Regions from separate parts of the Mus musculus genome. Here regions 2, 3 and 4 are each linked to region 1. A link is a contact called in public promoter capture Hi-C data. All regions are on one chromosome and are shown on one strand. The core of a region is the stretch at or near the end of the contact, and the rest is flanking DNA. Distances in the headings are between cores, read along the strand shown. Region 1 holds the start of Slc30a10 (solute carrier family 30, member 10). Region 2 overlaps Rrp15 (ribosomal RNA processing 15 homolog (S. cerevisiae)). Region 3 holds the start of 1700023G09Rik (a long non-coding RNA gene). Region 4 overlaps Tgfb2 (transforming growth factor, beta 2).

Region 1 (4,485 bases), core at 1,637-4,136:
AGAGCACTTGAAACATCTCTAGTGTGTATTAGCATTTCCTCCGGGGACTAGTAGTGATTGTACTACATGTGTGCTGGACTACTGCTAACCACACCATAACTACAGCATTTATTGGGTGCTTACTGTATTCGAAGTACTGTTTGGAGCACTTTACACATTAATTTGTTTAATCCTTAGTATATGGTCATCCACTCCCCTTGACAGTCCCAGACGAGAAAGGGACTTGTTCATGCCCACATAGCTTACAACTGCCATTGTCTTTATCTTAGTAGTTCTTCTATATTATTTATAATTTATTAATTTTTAAAAAAGAATTTCCTTAGATTCTCAGTGTATGGGTATTTCTCCTGGAAATGTTCGTTCGTTTGTTTGTTTGTTTGTTTGTTTGTTTAAGACAAGCTGTCTCTATCTGTAGGCCAGCCTACAGGTTTGAGATTACAGCCATGAGCTATCTGCCTGGCTGAAAGAGGAGTATTATTAAGTTTCTTGCGTTTGGGGATTTATCTAGTAACAAGATAGGGACTTTTGATCAGGGATATTTTAATACTATTGATAGGGACCTTCATAGACTATGAAAAAATAGAGGCATGCTTCAAGATTCAGACAACGAATAGGGCTAGAAGGTAGACATGGGCTACCCTGATTAAACAGAGTAGGCCACAAAATAAAACAAAAAAAAAGAGGGTGGGTGGTTTGGAAAGGTGGGTCAACAGATAAAAGTGTTTGGCACCAAGCCTGGTGCTCTGAATCCAATCCCAGAGAGTACCATGCTGGAGTGAGAGCATCGCTCCCCAGAGTTGACCTCTGACCTCCCGTAAGCCGTAGCATGTGTGCCATGCATACGCAGAGCACACCCCTCCCCGACACACACACACACACACACACACACACACACACAAACACACGATAAATACGGTGTGATAGAAACTAAACAAATGGACATGCTTTCAGGAGAAGGCTCAGAGGGAAGAGGGGGCTTCACGGGGTATGAGAAGTAGACCCGAGGGTGGGGACTGCAAATAATCCCAATACATTATATGCGTGTACAGGGCTGGCAAGAGTAAATTCAATCCAAATTATCAGTATTATTCTTTTTTAGGTTGAGTGTTTTGTTAGTGGATTCCAGTCTCAAGCCAATCCTCTAGGACATTTGAGAGTAAATGCCTGCACCACTGTCCCTTGCTGCACCACTGTCCCTTGCTGCACCACTGTCCCTTGCTCGTTGGCTTTGCTTTGAGGAAGGCATAGAATGTATTTCCAAGCTCCAACCCTGTGCATTTTCTCCATGAGGGTGGTTAAAGTTTATGGGGAGACACGGTTATTGTGCTTTGCCTTCAGACCCTTCCTAAAATGAGTGAGGCACAGGGCTCCCCCATCCACACCCCACTTGTCTTAGCTAGGGTTTTACTGCTGTGAACAGACACCATGAGCAAGGCAACTTGTAGACAACCTTAGCTACCTCCGGAACACAGCTTCTCTGTGCTCTCAGGAAACACTTCTCCGATTTCACCTCGGTGATGCTGGTCTCTTCTTAATCACTGCTGATTTCTTAGCTACAGTCAACCAGCATCCATTGTCCCAGTAGTTCCTTCTGTTCTTGACCCTAAAGCCAGAGCCACGTGCTGAAGTTGCTGCTTGCTGGGGCTGGAACATGGCCCCCTTGTTCTATTACAGTATCACCGGATTTCTGTTTTCCAACTCCTTTACTGCCTAAGCTTGGCTGTCCTGGAACTTGCTCTGTAGACTGACTTTGAACTCAGAGATCAGCTTGGCTTTGCCTCCTGGGATTAAAGGGGCGTACTGCCATGCCCGAACCTAAACTTAGCTGTTGTGGTCTTGCCCCAAGGTCACCACATATTAAAATCCTTCTCCTCTGAAACCTCTAGAGCCAGGCTTCCACAGTTCAAATCACCCTCAGCAACAAAGTCTTCCATATTCCTGCTAGGATGGCTCACTGAGCCCCGCTTAGAGCATTCCACTGCTTTCCAAATCCAAAGTCCCCAAACCCACATTCCTCCAAACCAAAGCCTATCACATCGATACCTCAGTCGATGGTTACCAACTTCTGTCTCCGAAGTGACCAACAGCAAATACCCTTTCTGAAGGGGCTGCAGTGTAGACTCTCAAGTCCAGGACATGTTCCCTTTGAGTGATTGTCACTTGGAACAGGGTCTATTTGGAAAAAAAAAATTGGGTCAATTGAACTATGAGTATAGGGTCACCTTTAGGGGCAGTAGAAATTCTTTCTGACAGACTAGGAAAGGAGACCAAACCTGGCTTCTTTGATGGCCAAGGGACACAAAGAATCCCAGCCTTGGAGTGCTATACCAGTGCTCCATACTAATGCTAATAGCAGTGGCAGCCATGCACCCTGGGCTGCCTGCCTTCCTCTCCTCTGTAGACAGCTCGACTCAGATAGAGACCCCTAAAAGGGAGATGGCGATACTGTGCTATAAGGGAGTAATAGGATTCGTGGCCTTTGTGAAGAAGAAAGGATAAAGGGTTTTGACTATGGGTTCAGGGACAGGGGTTAACGGGAGGAATGAGATACCATTTAACCAGTGGAAAAGCAGGAAACACCTTTAAGGGCACTAGGCTCCACCAGCTCATATGGAATCTGCCCTGCAACTCGCATCTGGGCACGTAGGCAGCGGTGCGCACACCCACTACAGCCTAGGTCCTTATCAGCGGCATACACAGATCTGTAGTAGCCCAGGGGTGAAGGCGGGGTGGAGTTGGAGGAGCGGGACCATCCCGTGCATCTCTCTCTCAGAGAGGGTGGAGGTGGAGATTTAAGAAGATTGACATCCCAATGCGCCCCTCCTCCCAGCAGCTCCGGTCTCCAGCCCAGACCTAGAAGGAGACACAGGCTGGTGGCCACCAGCCAAATCAAGCTTGGGCGGCGAGGGAGGAGGGGCAGGGGCCCCGGGAGGTGGCCTTTGCGACTCTGGGGCCACTCCTGCAGACTCTGGTCCCGCGAGCGCGAGCTGGAAGCATAAAAGGTCCGGGCGGGTAAGGGCGGGCCTGCAGCAGGAGGTGGGCTCCAGACCGCCCCCCCCACCCCCCCCGCCAACCTGTTGCGGGGCGCAGCGGGCTGTAGAGATGGGCCGTTACTCAGGCAAGACGTGCCGGCTGCTGTTCATGCTGGTGCTCACCGCGGCCTTCTTCGTGGCCGAGCTGGTGTCGGGTTACCTGGGCAACTCCATCGCGCTGCTCTCGGACTCGTTCAACATGCTGTCAGACCTGATCTCGCTGTGCGTGGGCCTGGGCTCCGGCTACATCGCGCGGCGCGGTCCCCGCGGCTCCAGTGCCACCTACGGCTACGTGCGGGCCGAGGTGGTGGGCGCGCTCAGCAACGCAGTCTTCCTCACTGCGCTCTGCTTCACCATCTTCGTGGAGGCCGTGTTGCGCCTTGCGCGGCCCGAGCGCATCGACGACCCGGAGCTGGTGCTTATCGTGGGAGCCCTGGGGCTGGCGGTCAACGTGGTGGGGCTGCTCATCTTCCAGGACTGCGGCGCCTGCTTCTCCCGCTGCACGCGGGGTCGCCGGACCCGCCCTTCGCAGCAGCCAAGCCAGGGGGATCCTCGTGGCGCTTTGGGGTGTCCCCAAGAGGCTGCGACAGCCACAGCTCCTGGCTCGGGCACAGCAGTGACTCTCCGGGGGTCCTCGGCCGGAAGAAAGCAGCAGGAGGGCGCGACCGTGTTCTCTAATGTAGCAGGTGCCTTTCGGTTGCATCCTTCCGGACTGGGAGCACTTTGTTCTTCCCTCAATTCTCCCTCCTCCTCCTGGCATCTGGACCCCTTTACTCATCCACTACCTCTTTTTCGGCTCGTTTTCTTGACTGATTTATCAAAAAGTCCCTTCGCTTCTCTTCTCACTTAATTCTCCATCTTTCCCTCCCTCCTCGTTCTCCTTCCTTGCTTGCCTTCTCTCCCCCCTCCCCCGCCCCATTTTCCTCTCTTTCTCCTTCTTGACCCTGTAGTCCTTATCTTCCCCTCTCCTGTGGCAGTATTGATCTTGGAAATCAATTCTTAACTATTGGGCAACGGAGCATTTCCTATCCTGCCCCTTCTCCGGTGCTAACTGGATGTTTCCTCCCCTGACATCGGTGTCAGGGCTATCTCCTGCCTCTTGGGTATTGAGGATCTGGGGGATAGGTGTAGGCTTATCCTTGTCCCGTTTTTAATTTGAAAGCTGTGTGTGTGAAGACCAAGGGTGGACCTCGGGCTTCCTCTGGGTTAAAAGGTACCTATTTGGGCTGAGTGTAGGAGAAGCGGGGGACTCCTGTATGCTAAGAGGAATTGAAAATAACAAAACCGCATTTTGAGATCATTGGTTCTTTTTGTTTGTAGAACTCATACACAACACAAGGTTTCTTCTTTGAATGCAGGTGATTCCCTGAACACCGAGAATGAACCAGAAGAGACGACGAAAAAAGAGAAGAAGTCTGAAGCACTCAATATCAGAGGTAGGCTTGTCTGTGGG
Region 2 (4,516 bases), core at 556-3,055, 1.3 Mb after region 1:
TATATACTTCAAAACAAACTTTTCAATATGTACTTTGAAATGAGATAAAACCAAAATAATATAAAATTGATTTTATATTCTGTGCTCATGTATATACAAATACAGAGTAAAGAAAAAATTTCAATTCTACCAATGAAACATAAAAGCAAAATAATTTAGAGTTGGGGAAAATACAGATTTGGCATCACTTTTAAAAATATTTGGACAACATTAATTAACCTTTGGTGGTACCTTATTAGAAAATCCTTGGCAGTGACTTTAATGGAGCCTAAAGTTTAACCCCAAGCGCACTGAAGCGAGAAGCTAACTGGCACTGTGCAGCTGCTTGAGACAGTGCCTCTTCCAGAGTCTGTAGCAGCGCGGACATACAAGGTCTCACTGCCTGACACAGTCACGGAGTCGGGAACTAATAAAGCCCAGGAGTTAGAAGTAACTGAAGCAAGCAACAAACTCAGGAGACAAGTCATTCCACGCAGCCACGGGGTAAGACCTGGAGCTAAGGACACACGCCTTCCTTTGTGGAACAACAGCACCACCGTGTGGCAGTCGTGTGTACTGCAACACTGACGTGACCAAAACCAAGTCCTGTTCTCACAACCACAGGTAGTCTGCAAATCTATCCCATCTGGGGGCTGTGTCTATGTAGCAAGCATTTTTTAAAAAGACACCAAAATGTCCGCAAGGTTTCACAAGCTAATTACATAACTGTGCTACAGCTTGTTTATTTTTTAGGAACCTATTTATGTATTAAGAGGAAAAATGGACCGCTTCTGCCTTTGTGGGATAAAAAACTAAATCACAGCTTGCACCCAGAACAGCCGGGAGCCAGGGAGGCAGACAACTGCATAGACTGGGAGCTGACTTAGTAGTTCACGTATCGACACCGGCTGCAGTGGAACCAGCACTGGGGACTAGAAACACTCGTGTGGTGTGAGACCACGACAGTGGAATGCTTGTCAGGTGAGTGGCCGGGCCCTGTTCCCCACTGACTGCTGGACTCTCTGGAGCGGAAGCTCCACAGCTATTCCAGGTTTTCTGACTCAACCCCATGCTCTTGCTGGCACTCAGGACCAACAATTACAGCAGGCTGGCCAACTTAACTGCTCAAAGCTTTTGATTAAAGTAGTAATTTGAAATAGGGTCTCATACTGCAAACCATGTTAGACTACGACTCATTACTGTATGTTGCCCAAGCTGGACTTCAACGCGCAGCAATTCTGCCTTAGCCTCCTGAGTGCTGGGATTATAAAAATGAGCCATCATGACCTGGTTTCAATTCAGTTTTTTTTGGTTTGGGTTTTAAATTTATCAACAATACAATTTAGAATTATAAAAGGCAGTGAAACAAGATTGCTCAGTCTTTGAGAATCAGGAACAATAAATAGATTGGTACTCCAGATAGTCTGAGGGCTTTCGAAATTATGACAGTTTAAGCATACTTCATAGTCTGTAATTTGAATAGCTAAAATTCTTGTTTAAATAAAATACAGCAGGTTTGGCCTAATGGACTAGGCAAGGAACTCTCAGCCTGGAATTCAGGTTCACTTTGGTTTTAAAGCACCCATTAGACATCAAGGATGGCCAACCTGGAGTGAAGCTGAGGAGAAGGGAGGCAGGTGAGAAGGTAAAACTGAGACAATCACACAGGAAAACAGACAGACAATAGAAGACAGTGTGAAGTAGAACCCGTTCAGGAGGCTCCTTAACTGCAGTGCAGAAGAGACAGCCAAGGGAGAAGAAAGTCTCCAGGCTCAGCGTGAAGGAAAGTTCCAGAACAACCTCATGCCAGGCCTATGGAATGCAGTACAGCAGTGACTTCACAGGGCACAAGCAGGCAGAAGATCCCATCACCAAGCCACAACCTTCCTGCCAGCACTGACACAACCAGTAAGAGTGAATGGAGACACGGTACAAGAACCAGGACACTCGGGTGCTAGCTAATATGGGAGCAACCTCGGATGGCACAGCAATGCATTTAAATAGCAGAATGGTCACAGGGACACCCTGAGGGGCGATGGATCCCCGCAGAGAATGGAGGCTTCTATAAAGAATACCTCAGTAGGAATATAGGAAAGTGTGGAGACCCTGGCTTATACGCTGCTCAGTGGCAAAGAGCACCAAACCCTAGCTTTGTACTAAAATAAGTGAGTCTGGGGTGAAATGTGACTTCCAAGACTACATGAGTGCAAAGAGACCTTACAAGGCAGGACAGCAAAACAAGAGACAAACAAAACCAGATGGCTACACTGTCATTTACAGTCCCAGATTCCCTCTAAGTTTCTCAAGAGCATCTGTCAAGGAGCCCTGCTGGTCCTATTACTTACATTTTATCATGATGACCCTGCCTGCCTGTTGTGGCTGTCTTTGCTGTATTACTGAGTCGGTGTGTGCTGGCTAGACCCTCTGCAGCACCACATTTCTGACTCTCTGAGTGCCTGCCAGGTGGGAATATCACTCCATATGACGAAAGGGAACGAGGGCTCAGGACATGAAGCCTTTGTTCAAGCATTCATGAGCAAGTCAGCCCTGAAGCACAGGCCAAAATCCACATCTCTTACACACGCTGCTCTACTACCTGTTACCTCCCATCAACAACCCAGCAGAACTAACGCTAAAATACACAGAAAATGGTGTACAATTGTCTCCTGTATTCCATGCCGGCTTCAAACTTAACTGTGAAACAAGACTGGGCCAGACCTTCTGATCTATCTTCCTGCTTCTACCACTGCCTGTGGGTTACAGGCACGAACTGCAGCAGCACACATGGTTCACACCGTGCTGAGGCTAAGCCCCAGGCATTTGTGCATGCTGGTCAAGTACTCTGCAGGCTAAGCTACATCCCTTAGACCTAACTTCCACAGAAGTCCTAAACTAAGCAGATTACACTGTTCTTCTGCAAGTCGATCTACTGGATTGCTTCATAAGCAATCTTACCACCGAGCATACGGCTTAGAGCATCCACAATGAAGATAAACCAGATAATCACAAGTTAATACAACAACCCCAGGCACAGGGATATTGGAGGTCTAACCTACAGCACTGCATCCCCACCTGCTGTCCAGACCATGTCAGGCCGTGATGTGAGGCTGTACTGATTAGATGGCCTACAGCAACGTGTCTCTAAACCCTTCATGCTTACACTAACTGAAAAGGAAAACGGAGTAGGGTCGGTCAAATGGCTCAGTACTAACCATGCGAGCAGAAGGACCTGAGTCCCAGCCTATGGTCTTAGCGCTGCAAGGGAAAGACAAGAGGACCCCGCTGTCTGCTAGAGAGGAAAGCATTCCTCATCCATCTCTAGCTTACACACACATGTAGGCTAGAGCATTGTACACACACATGTGTCTGTGCACAAGAGCAGCAAATAACACTACATGATGCAAGGTATCCCCAGTGGCCTGCTCTTAGACAGATATTCAATCAAGATCATGCAGATGCAATCGGTGTACATTTTGAAGATGAAGACAGCTCTTAGAGTGCTAACCATTTAAGTTCAGACACATTGGTGTCTAAGGAATGCTAAGGATGAAGACCTGAAGTTATTAATTCAACAGCAAATAATTAAACAGTTTGCTCTCACTCGATTTTGAAGGAAGAAAAGTCAAACCCTAAAAGAATGGCCACATCTTAGGCTTAGCAGTGATCAATGTGTTTATCTCAATTGATTTGTCTAATAACACTGAGTTTTACTTTAATTTTAGCTAAACAGTTTTAGTGCTGGCTGATTATCAATAGCAAACTATTTTCAACTACAGTTGTGGAAGGGAACAACAGTAGCTGCTAATCATGCAGGGTATCCCACCACCTCGCTGGTGAGAAGAGCTGAGGCCTCCCTCAGGAAAGCACAAGGGTTCCCATCCAAAAGATGGAGGCTTCAGGACAAGCAGAGCAGCACAGTGTCAGTTCTCCCTGGTCCTCAGAGAGCCCAAGTGACACCAAGTGTCCTCACGGTGACAAGTGACACCAAGTGTCCTAACAGGGACTCCCTTTCACGTTTCAGTCCGGCTGTAATTTGTCTATTTTTTGTATGGGAAGAGTCTAGACACTAAGTTCACTGGGGCTTTGTTTTTGCTAATTCCTTGTACGGTTTCCAGATTTTTGTGATGGGCATGGTGATACTGCCCATGCTCCCAACACCTGGGAAGCTAAAGCAATAAGATCATGAACACAGCCAGCCTGAGCTATATAAAGGGAGAGTCCATCTCAAACAAGCAAACAAACATTTGTCATTCCAGGCGTAGGGTAATTTTGTAAGACCAAGAACTAGCCCGGCATGACAAAAAAATACCCCAGAGAGAATGGGGGGCAGGGGGGAGAAGAAGGAGGGAAGGGAAAAGAGGGAGGGAGAGAGGGAGGGAGGGAGGGAGGGAGAGAGAGAGGGAGGGAGAGAGGGAGGGAGGGAGAGAGGGAGAGAGAGAGAGAGAGAGAGAGAGAGAGAGAGATCCAGTTACTGAGATTAAGCCTCCTGTATAATGCAAGCACATGTTAAATGTAGCAGACTCTAAGAAAACCCAAT
Region 3 (4,363 bases), core at 894-3,393, 1.5 Mb after region 1:
ATACATATGCCTCACAAATATTTGTTTAATAAATAGTTACTTAATCGTATTTACTATCAGTGCCACCACTAAGCACTTATCTATCAGAATGTAACTCTGAGAAAAAAAGTATTATTTGGCATTTGAAGTTTAACACTAAAATTTTTTCGACTATTAGAACGAAACAGGTGCATATTTTAGGAAGTTACTTAATTTATTTCTGTAATTTGTTATATAATTCACAAAACACAAATGACACACTAAACTTGAGTTACTTGTGACAATTCACTAAAACTCGAGATATTCCAAAGATCTCTCTCTCTCTTTCTCTCCCTCCCTCCCTCCCTTCTTCCCTCCCTCCCTCAAATAGTTGCTTTAATAATCCACATAATTTTCTCCCTTGTGAGCATACTTTTCCTGATCAGGCAAAATTCCAGGCAAGAGCAGTGACTACAAAGGGTGAGAAATTGTCCAGTAAGAAAAACTAGCACAGTAAATGAATTAACGGGCTATGTGTTTTAAAGGGGAAAACATACAAGTAGTGACCATGGTCAGAGTGCTGTGAACCATCTGTGTTAAATGTTGACAAGGACCTGAACCACAATATGTAACTCTGTTACTTCTCAACATACAATATTAAAAAATCATTTAAAAAGACATTTAGACACTTAGATGCCAGACAGCAAAAGCCATGCGCCTCAATAGGGCTGGCTTCTTAACAGCATAAATGATATTTTATCACTGTCGTTGCTATTAGCTGATGTCACAAATTCTTGATACAATTGTTGCTTTTAAAAAACTTTCCTCAAATAATATTGCTACCCACCATGGCTTTTTCTTAGATCTATGTTTGAAAGGAATCCCTTTTCCTTGATAAAAATCTCTCTTTGTAAAAGAATTAATAATAGAAGAGGAAAAACTCTCAGAACTCTTAAAATATAAAACATGACTTATGGAAGATGTCTGGTTCCAGACTGGCACACAGGGGGCGAATTTGCTTTGCAAAGAGACGCCTCTGTTTGACTAAAGAGAAAGTTCCCAAGAAGCTGGCAGAAAGCGAGAACCTGTGAATGAAGCTTCCAAAGTGGGTCTCAGACTGCACTAGCCAAAAATAAACCGGTTCCTGGCTGAACGACGTAAGTGCAATTGTGAAATTGATATCCCTCCTTGGCCCGGTCCCAGACAATATGTTGCCTTTCGGGGGCTGATCAACGTGATGGATGTGATCTGGGAAAGCCAGGGAGGGTGCTTCTCCTTAATCAAACCCACTGTCCTACACACACACACACACACACACACACACACACACACTCAGGGTGGGGGGGGTGGGGGGAGAGAGAGAGAGGGGAATCATTGTGGATGAACTCACAAGATATTCAAAGCTCTCTTCTGGGTCTCTAGAAATCTGAGAGGCACAAACCAGAGGCCATGCACGGAGAAGTCTGAGACATAAGATGGCAGTAACTGAACAGCTTAGTTCCTGTCAACATGAAATTCAAAAGTCACTCTAATGTCATAGCAAACTTAGTAAACATATGCAGCTTGGCCTTTTGTTTTCTTCCAAAAAAAAAAAAAAAAAAAAAGAGGTTTTCAATATTCTCTCTGTTTAACAGTCATGACCAAGGTCTATTTCCCCCTTTTATTTTTCCTCATTGCTAGTGATGTTTCTAACATAGATTTTAGTGTTTTGATAATCTGTCATCAAAATAACATCCAAAGTCACAGAGGAAAAAAAAAAAAGTCAACTAAAAATCTCTTGGAAACCAACATTCAGCTTGTAGACCCTGGCTTAAGGAGAGCTGGGAATTCTAAACAGCAGCTTTCTGGGTCTAAAATCACTCAATTCAGACTCTTTTTCCCACTGCTACAAGTGAGAAGAGAAGAGCAGCATTCTCATTTCCTGAGGTAAAAATTCCTGACTCACAACGAAGTGGCTGGCCTTGCTGCTTTCTCCTGCTGCTATTGTAATGACTCAGACTAATTGTGTCTTAAAATTCAAAAGATTTCCAGATTGGCTAAGCCTCTTACACACACACACACACACACACACACACACACACACATTGTTGTCCTGTTCACACAAAATATGCAGGAGCCTGACCATCAGCTAATTACATCACAAGCAATCAGTGAACAAAGACTCTTCTTGCCTGTAGAACGAGCCCTGTTTCAAAGCCACTCCAAGAGGGGAAAGAAATTAGGCCCTTTCAGAGAAGGGATCTGGAGTTTGGGTTTTATTTAACTGTACATTCCATTTCAGCGCTGCTGTTGCCTTGATGTTGTGGGATGTTGGTGGCTGTTATTCCTCCAGCAGCTGTGTGGAAGGAACCCTGGGGCTTGAGGGGGTCCCGGAGCTCATCACGCGCACACTGCTGTGGGAGGACCCACAGCTCTTTGGTGAACTATTGTGATGTCAGTTTTACTCAAACCAGTGGAGCGCTTTGCTCTCCAAGAGGCTTTGATGATCTTAAATTTCTTTGAAGAGCGGACAACCTTAACCTGGAGGACGGACAGCAAACTTCCAGTGCTTTCTGCGCATGGAGATGAGATTATTAGACAGATGCAGATCAAAAGAATTCCCAAGGTGTTCGGCTGTAGCACAGAGAGAGACTTTGGGATTGGAGGTGTGAAGGCTGTGAGGATGATGTGAGGTGGTCTGTGAAGTGATGGGTAAATGCAGGAAGCCCAGCCTGGTGCTGGCAGTGACTGCATCTACCTGGTATGGGAGCAAATCCAACATTAGAGTTTTAAGTGAGCTCGATTTGAGAGGAGGAGAGTTCAACGACCGTTTAGATAAAGCATTCACTAAGAAGAAATGACTGGTACTGAAATTACTTCTGCCCCTTTCTTTAGGTTTTAATGATATTCCTGTTTATTTAATATAATAGTCATAATTTTGTGAGGAACTCATCTTAAAATCTTATTGGGGGGTATTACATAGGGAAAAAAATAACAGGACTACACCATTCCAGGAAACAGAGGTGGTTTTTGCATAAGACCAGATGGACTCAGATCAGGAAAGCTTGTGACTGGCTTATACGGCTGCCAGGCTATTTCTCTGGGGCAGAAGCTGAGAAGAGCCCTGGAGTCATTAGATCCTGGCAAGAAAAGAATAATCTCTGGAATGGTGGCTATTTTCTATGACTATACCTGGTTAGTTCTAACCAGGAATGCTGGTTAGTTAGTCTATTACTTTACTCTGATAACTAGCTTTGAAATTTTAAACTCTGCAAACTGATTATGACATCACATGCCTGGAATCCCAGCACCTAAGAGGGAGGCTGGTACCTGAGGACCTGGGTTTAAGGTTGTCCATAGCTACGTGACTAGTTGGAAACCAGCCTGGGCTACACAAAGCACTGTCTCAGAATAAGGAAAAAAAGAAAACGTTCGTGAAATTTCAAATTCCGGTTAATTAAGACTACAATTAAATTGGAATTTTAAGTATGTGGCTTCTATTGTCCACAGGACTGAAGATATGTTCCCTGTCTCTCCAATGGGTCACTCCAGAATCTGTTTGCTATTCTCAGAGATGCATTTAATTGCACTGAGTTAGGGAGAAAAATCTATTACTCTTTCTTCTTCCCTCTCTCCCTTTTGTTCTGGGACAGGTTTTCAACCTAGTCCAGTCTAACTTGTAACCCACTGAATAGCCCAGACTGGGTTTGAACTTGCAATGATCTTCCTGTCTCAGACTTAGTAAAATTATATATAATTATAACTCATAATCTATCCCACTGGAGGTTGGAAATCCAGAAATAAAAAAATTTCTAAATTATAATATTAATAACAATAAGATTTGTAATTATAATTTTAAGCATGTAATTTTAGTACATGCTTAACTATAAAGAGGGTAATCTATGATATATATATATGTATATATATATACACACACATACATATACACATACATACACACACACACACATGCATCCTAAACATTTGTTAAATACCATATTTATATAAGCATGAGTGCTTGTTTTTACCCCATAGACAGTGCTTGGTACACAACCTGACACAATCACCCTCAGCACCCTCAAGGACCCCGTTTTCCTTGCTTAGGTATCAGACTTTTCAAGAAAGCCCTTGTCTTTTGGGGCATCTTTCCTTCTAAAATACAGCATTGTCAAGGGTGGAAAGGGAAGAGTGTTTTTAGGAGGAAATTTGAAAAGCAATGACTTGTTGTGTCTGATGACAACTTGAAACACAAAACAAAGTCATTAGCTCCTTACAGTGACCCGGCTGACAATTTCAGGGGAAGGGAATGTCTACTTTTCTTTGTTAAAATGTAATCTATAATTCTTTGGGAATTTCATATATGTATACAATGAATTTTAATAACACATTTGCCCACATACCACCCCCTAACTCCTCCCAGATCCAC
Region 4 (4,407 bases), core at 897-3,396, 1.2 Mb after region 1:
TTCCTCCAGGTAGGCAAGTAGGAGCTGGCCAGTCTGCCACTCAGGGAGAAATTCAGGCATCCTGTGACTAAAGCCTGCCTTCTCTCTCTCTTTTTCAGAAGCCCTCACCATGATGCACAGTGCCTTGCAAGGATTATGGTGCACACTTGCAAAAAAACTCAGTCCCTGTCTCATTTAACAAATATTTATTGGGCTCCCGAATCTGCCGCATTCCTTCCCATGTGTGGGGATTGACCGGCTTGGCAGAAATGGCTATGGAAATTTTTGAGACCTACTGGTTGATCCTACTGGTGCTGATAGGATGCTAATCTTTCAGCAGTAAGTGTTAGAGAATCAATGCACTCTTTATGCAAGTGCGGAGTGCTGAAATTCGCCAGGCTGAAAACAAAACAAGGAGAAAACAAAATAAAACAAACAAACAAACAAAAAAAAAAACCATCACCATTGTCTACACAACTATAAGGACTGTATATTGTACACCATAATTATTGACCAATGTAGGGAGAACGATAACACACTTGTCATGCATCTCATGTGCAGGAAAAAAAAAATTAGTTTTTGCTCTTCAAAGGAAACACATGAGCCCCTGCTTCACCCTGATGTCTGTGTTTGAATCCATGGACGTCTGTCACAAGCTTCTAAGAGAGATATACTGTAGCTAAGAAACCGAAAAGAAGAAAAAGAACACATCTTTCCCTTTCCTGGAAAATAGCGACTTCCTTGTACACAAGACACACATGGCTCCCAGGCCTCCGAGTCTGTCTCTCTGTCATCTCATTCCTACAAATAAAATCTCACTTAAACTTAAAGCTGTATCCCTTAAGGGAGAGCTGCCTCTTGAGTCAGACAACAGCCCGAGTTCATGCTCTGCCTCTGCCATCTATCATCTGGGTGACTATGGGAAAATGACAGGGGATATCTGTAAGCCATACTTCCTGCCTATAAAACTGAATAACCGTGGTCACATATAGGGCCAAAACAGACATTAATTAGCCCAGGACCCAACTAATTAGCTACTATTAGCAACATCATTCAGAGTTTTGCTTGTTGTGTGTATAGGTGTGTACCTGGCCGTGTATCTTCATGTATCTGTGGGTGCACATGTATGTATTAGCAGGTAGAAAGGAGAAGACAACCTGGGCGTCATTCCTCGCTTGCTGTCCATGTTTCTATTTGACACAAGTAAGTTCTCTCACCGGCCAAGAACTCACCTAGCAGGCTGAGTTGGCTACAGTGAGTGTAGGGGTTGCTTCTCTTCTCCCAGCCCTTGCAAACTCAAGTACTAAGTTTCCTAGCCCCACCACTGACTCCAAAGCTAGGATTATAAGCACATAGCACAGAACTGGCTTTTTTATGTGGGTTCTGGAGATGAAACTGGAACCCTCATGTAAACCCTTTACAGCCTGTGCTATGTCCTGCCTTTATAATATTAGTAATGTCAGAATCCACTCTCTCCGCCAATCAACACTCCCATCCTAGATCCCTCAAAATATAACAAAATAGCTAGGCAGAACCACAAGGATTTATTATAAGCAATAGGTATTCCCCACAAACAGGTTCCCAGACCACCTAGACAGCCTTTTGAAAGCTAAAGATTCTAGGACCCTCCACAGATGACTGGGTCAGTACTTCTGCAGTTGGTCTGTCTGTAGCACAGGTGATGTAGGCTTCCCAGTTGACTTGGAGGCACAATGGGGGCTTGAACTCTGAACTAGCGCTACCATGCCAGGACATGAGTGCTTTTCTTTGTGGAGCTCAGACAGAGTCAGAACACCTGTAGGTAGCCATGCTGGTGATTCACCTTGCCCAGTGTCTGAACAACAAACTCCTCTGCTTCCTAACAATGAATGCTACTAGAGTTGATGACCCTTGAAGTCACCACAGTCTCAGATCCTCTGGGGGCCACCTCCAAGGTTCCCCAGATAAGGACAATGGATAAAGTCAGTAGCAGTCAGTCTTGGGAAAACAAGCAACTTGGACTAGAAGGACCCCTGCTGCTGCTGCTGTGAGCACAGATGGAGTCAGCTCCACTCTGGAGCAAAGACACAATCCAACTGAATATTAGAAAAATATGCTCTGACCATTTAGATTTCAGAAGGATCCAAAACCAATTTAGACTCCAGTCGGTGGACAAAGTTCACATTCAGCAGACCGGCTCCGGCCATTGCATCATACACACAACAGGGCAATTCAGAAATACAGATGTCCAGCCGTGTGCAAAACAATGCTTTCATTTTTTTCTTCTCCTTCCCACCATTGACCCCCGAGAGCAGGCTGGAAAAGCTTAGCATCTGTTGCTACTAAGAATAGGCTGTGCCGATGGTTATTTATGAACTCCTATGACATATGCTACCTTGCTCACTCGGGGGTCCTCAGAGCAGAGAGCTGTCATGGCAGTGGGGAATCACACAGCAGCAGCCCTTTCAAGCCAGAGCTACTTACTTTCCAGTTTGCTCACTGAGTACAGCAGGCGAGAGCCTGACTCTAAAATCTGTACCTGAAGTGTCACTATCAGGAGACCAAAGTTCTAGAGAATAACATGATACAGGAGGCTTAAGCCAGAATGACGTTCGCATAAGATATACAAGGAACAGATCTGGTTCCCTCTCACAAACTGCTAGAGACTCAGAGACTCAGAGCCTCAGAGCCTCAAAGATGATTAGCCAGAATCCTAGCTGTGGACAACCTCTACTACAGACACCTCTGGGCGTGTCAGAACTAGGACAACAATTTAGGACCCTAAGGTGAGGGAGGTCACTGCTTTGGGGGTAAGCCTATTTCAGCATTCTTCCAACCATGCCTCTGATACCAGAAACATGTGTCTTCACTGAGGGGACAAGCCATTATGAAAATAAAGGCAAGTGACATGTATGTCTATCTTTGTAACATCAAGTCACTCACTTTCCAAAGCTGTACAGACACAGTGTGGACCGAGTTCATATCGACAATATAGAAAAATTTCAAGCCTGGTGAAAGCACCTCTCTTTGCCAACTCCACTACCTACCCTATGATAGACAGTGTCATTTGTTTAAAATGTTGGCTACACTCTTCTGTGGGCCAGTCCTCACATTCCTCATCCTCTCTCTGTGCCCTTTCCTAATGCTACTAAAGTCAGTCTTGGCCATGTGACTTGTGCAATACGGGTAGGGACTGTCACCATGCCTAAGACAGAGTCCCTGAATGGAGATCTTCCGGAGCATGGTATAGCTGGCTCGGAAGGCATACTAAAACAATACGAGTAACAGATACACATTTACTGTTGGCCACTGGGATTGACAGCAGAGCTTCCCAGGTTGACCTTGATCTTAAGAATGATACTGTATTTCACAGAGTCCAAACTACCATAGCACAGCATTGTGCATGTCTCCAATTATTAGGCTAAATACATCTTCTCAATGAACCAACTTTGAAAAGCAAGCCCTTCGTATAACCCTTTAATTCTATCCTCCAGCCTCAGTCTTTCAAGACTTACAAGAGGAGCGGCTCTTGTAGACACACTTCAAATTTTTCAAAGACCCTGGGAAGTTTTCCTGGATGGCCGCTTCCTGACTTTTGTCATACAAGTTCACCAGAAAGGATAAATCTGTTTCCAGAAAACATAAGACACTTCCTGTTGCTGCCAGATGGCCAAACTACAAAGTACAATCTCAAAGGTCATCTTCCAGGTTCTGGGTCCCATCCCCCTCTCGAAGCTGTCCTTTATCTCCCTAAGCCATTGTTAAGCAACACTTTTGGCCTCTGGGATGCCTTGCTTGAAATCAATCACATAGTGGTGGCTTTTGTTTGGATGTTGGGTTTGGACTGCCTAAGTTCCTTACTAAGTTGTAGATTCCCTGAAAGTAGGGTCTGTACTAGTTAACCCTGTCAACTAGACACAGCCTAGAGTCATTTGAGAGGAGAAGCTCAGGTGAAGAAACACTTGGACCAAACAGGAAAGTCTATAAGCTATTGCTTTGACTGTTGATTGATGTAGGAGGGCCCAGCCCACTGTGGGCGGCACTATCTGTAGGTCGTCCTGGACTGAATAAGAAGACTAGCTAAACAGGAGCTGGCGAAGCAGCCTTCCTTCATCATTTCTGATTCTACTTCCTGCCTTGGGTTCTCGTCCTGTCTACCCTCAATGATGGATTGTTACCTGAAAGCCAAATAAACCCTTTCATCCCCCACGTTGCTTTTGGCCATGGTGTTGTTAGAGCAATAGAGAAGAAACGAGAATAGAGTCTATGCTATACTCCTACACTGGCCATCTGTAGACTCCATTGATCTTTCTTGTTCAGATAAAGGAATGAAATCAACCTCCGAGTGTGAAGCCTTTGTGCTCAGAGCTTGAATTAGACACCAAATCTGGCCCAACAGAAATCTTTTTGAGTGATTTACATGATCCCTGCTTTAAGAACTGACTTTAA

Evidence for each region. Promoter capture Hi-C pulls out the DNA fragments that hold promoters and counts their contacts.
Region 2: a contact with region 1 is called in a promoter capture Hi-C map of hippocampal neurons, with 7 times the contacts expected there. The contact joins the enhancer-like site here to the promoter of Slc30a10 in region 1. A contact is called at or near these places in 5 of 39 promoter capture datasets (cranial neural crest, embryonic stem cells, hippocampal neurons and 2 more) and 3 of 115 datasets of contacts at active chromatin or transcription factors (embryonic forebrain, embryonic stem cells and stem cell-derived neural progenitor cells).
Region 3: a contact with region 1 is called in a promoter capture Hi-C map of hippocampal neurons, with 5 times the contacts expected there. The contact joins the promoter of 1700023G09Rik here to the promoter of Slc30a10 in region 1. A contact is called at or near these places in 1 of 39 promoter capture datasets (hippocampal neurons) and 1 of 115 datasets of contacts at active chromatin or transcription factors (embryonic stem cells).
Region 4: a contact with region 1 is called in a promoter capture Hi-C map of liver, with 5 times the contacts expected there. The contact joins the enhancer-like site here to the promoter of Slc30a10 in region 1. A contact is called at or near these places in 4 of 39 promoter capture datasets (embryonic stem cells, hippocampal neurons, liver and 1 more) and 1 of 115 datasets of contacts at active chromatin or transcription factors (embryonic forebrain).

Annotation. Positions count from the first base shown.
Region 1 is chr1:185,451,962-185,456,446 of GRCm38.p6, forward strand. It overlaps Slc30a10 (solute carrier family 30, member 10), which reads left to right and starts at 2,887. Exons shown (of 4, transcript NM_001033286.2): 1 at 2,887-3,718; 2 at 4,391-4,468. The coding sequence starts at 3,103. Gm2061 (predicted gene 2061) reads right to left here and starts at 3,607. Exons shown (of 3, transcript NR_040305.1): 1 at 3,075-3,607; 2 at 2,044-2,172.
Region 2 is chr1:186,721,611-186,726,126 of GRCm38.p6, forward strand. All of the region lies in intron 4 of Rrp15 (ribosomal RNA processing 15 homolog (S. cerevisiae)), which reads right to left. Among named protein-coding and RNA genes, the nearest start is that of Tgfb2, 18 kb to the left of the region's middle. Within about 2 kb of position 1,806, at least 33 of the 459 cell types and tissues checked have an H3K27ac peak or open chromatin away from gene starts, as enhancers often do.
Region 3 is chr1:186,924,475-186,928,837 of GRCm38.p6, forward strand. It overlaps 1700023G09Rik (a long non-coding RNA gene), which reads left to right and starts at 2,144. Exons shown (of 4, transcript XR_865834.3): 1 at 2,144-2,603. The region is part of intron 1 of Gm39732 (a long non-coding RNA gene); the gene reads right to left.
Region 4 is chr1:186,680,590-186,684,996 of GRCm38.p6, forward strand. The region is part of intron 1 of Tgfb2 (transforming growth factor, beta 2); the gene reads right to left. Among named protein-coding and RNA genes, the nearest start is that of Gm26169, 6.1 kb to the left of the region's middle. Within about 2 kb of position 2,147, at least 33 of the 459 cell types and tissues checked have an H3K27ac peak or open chromatin away from gene starts, as enhancers often do. A contact at or near this core is called in liver, where this site is marked.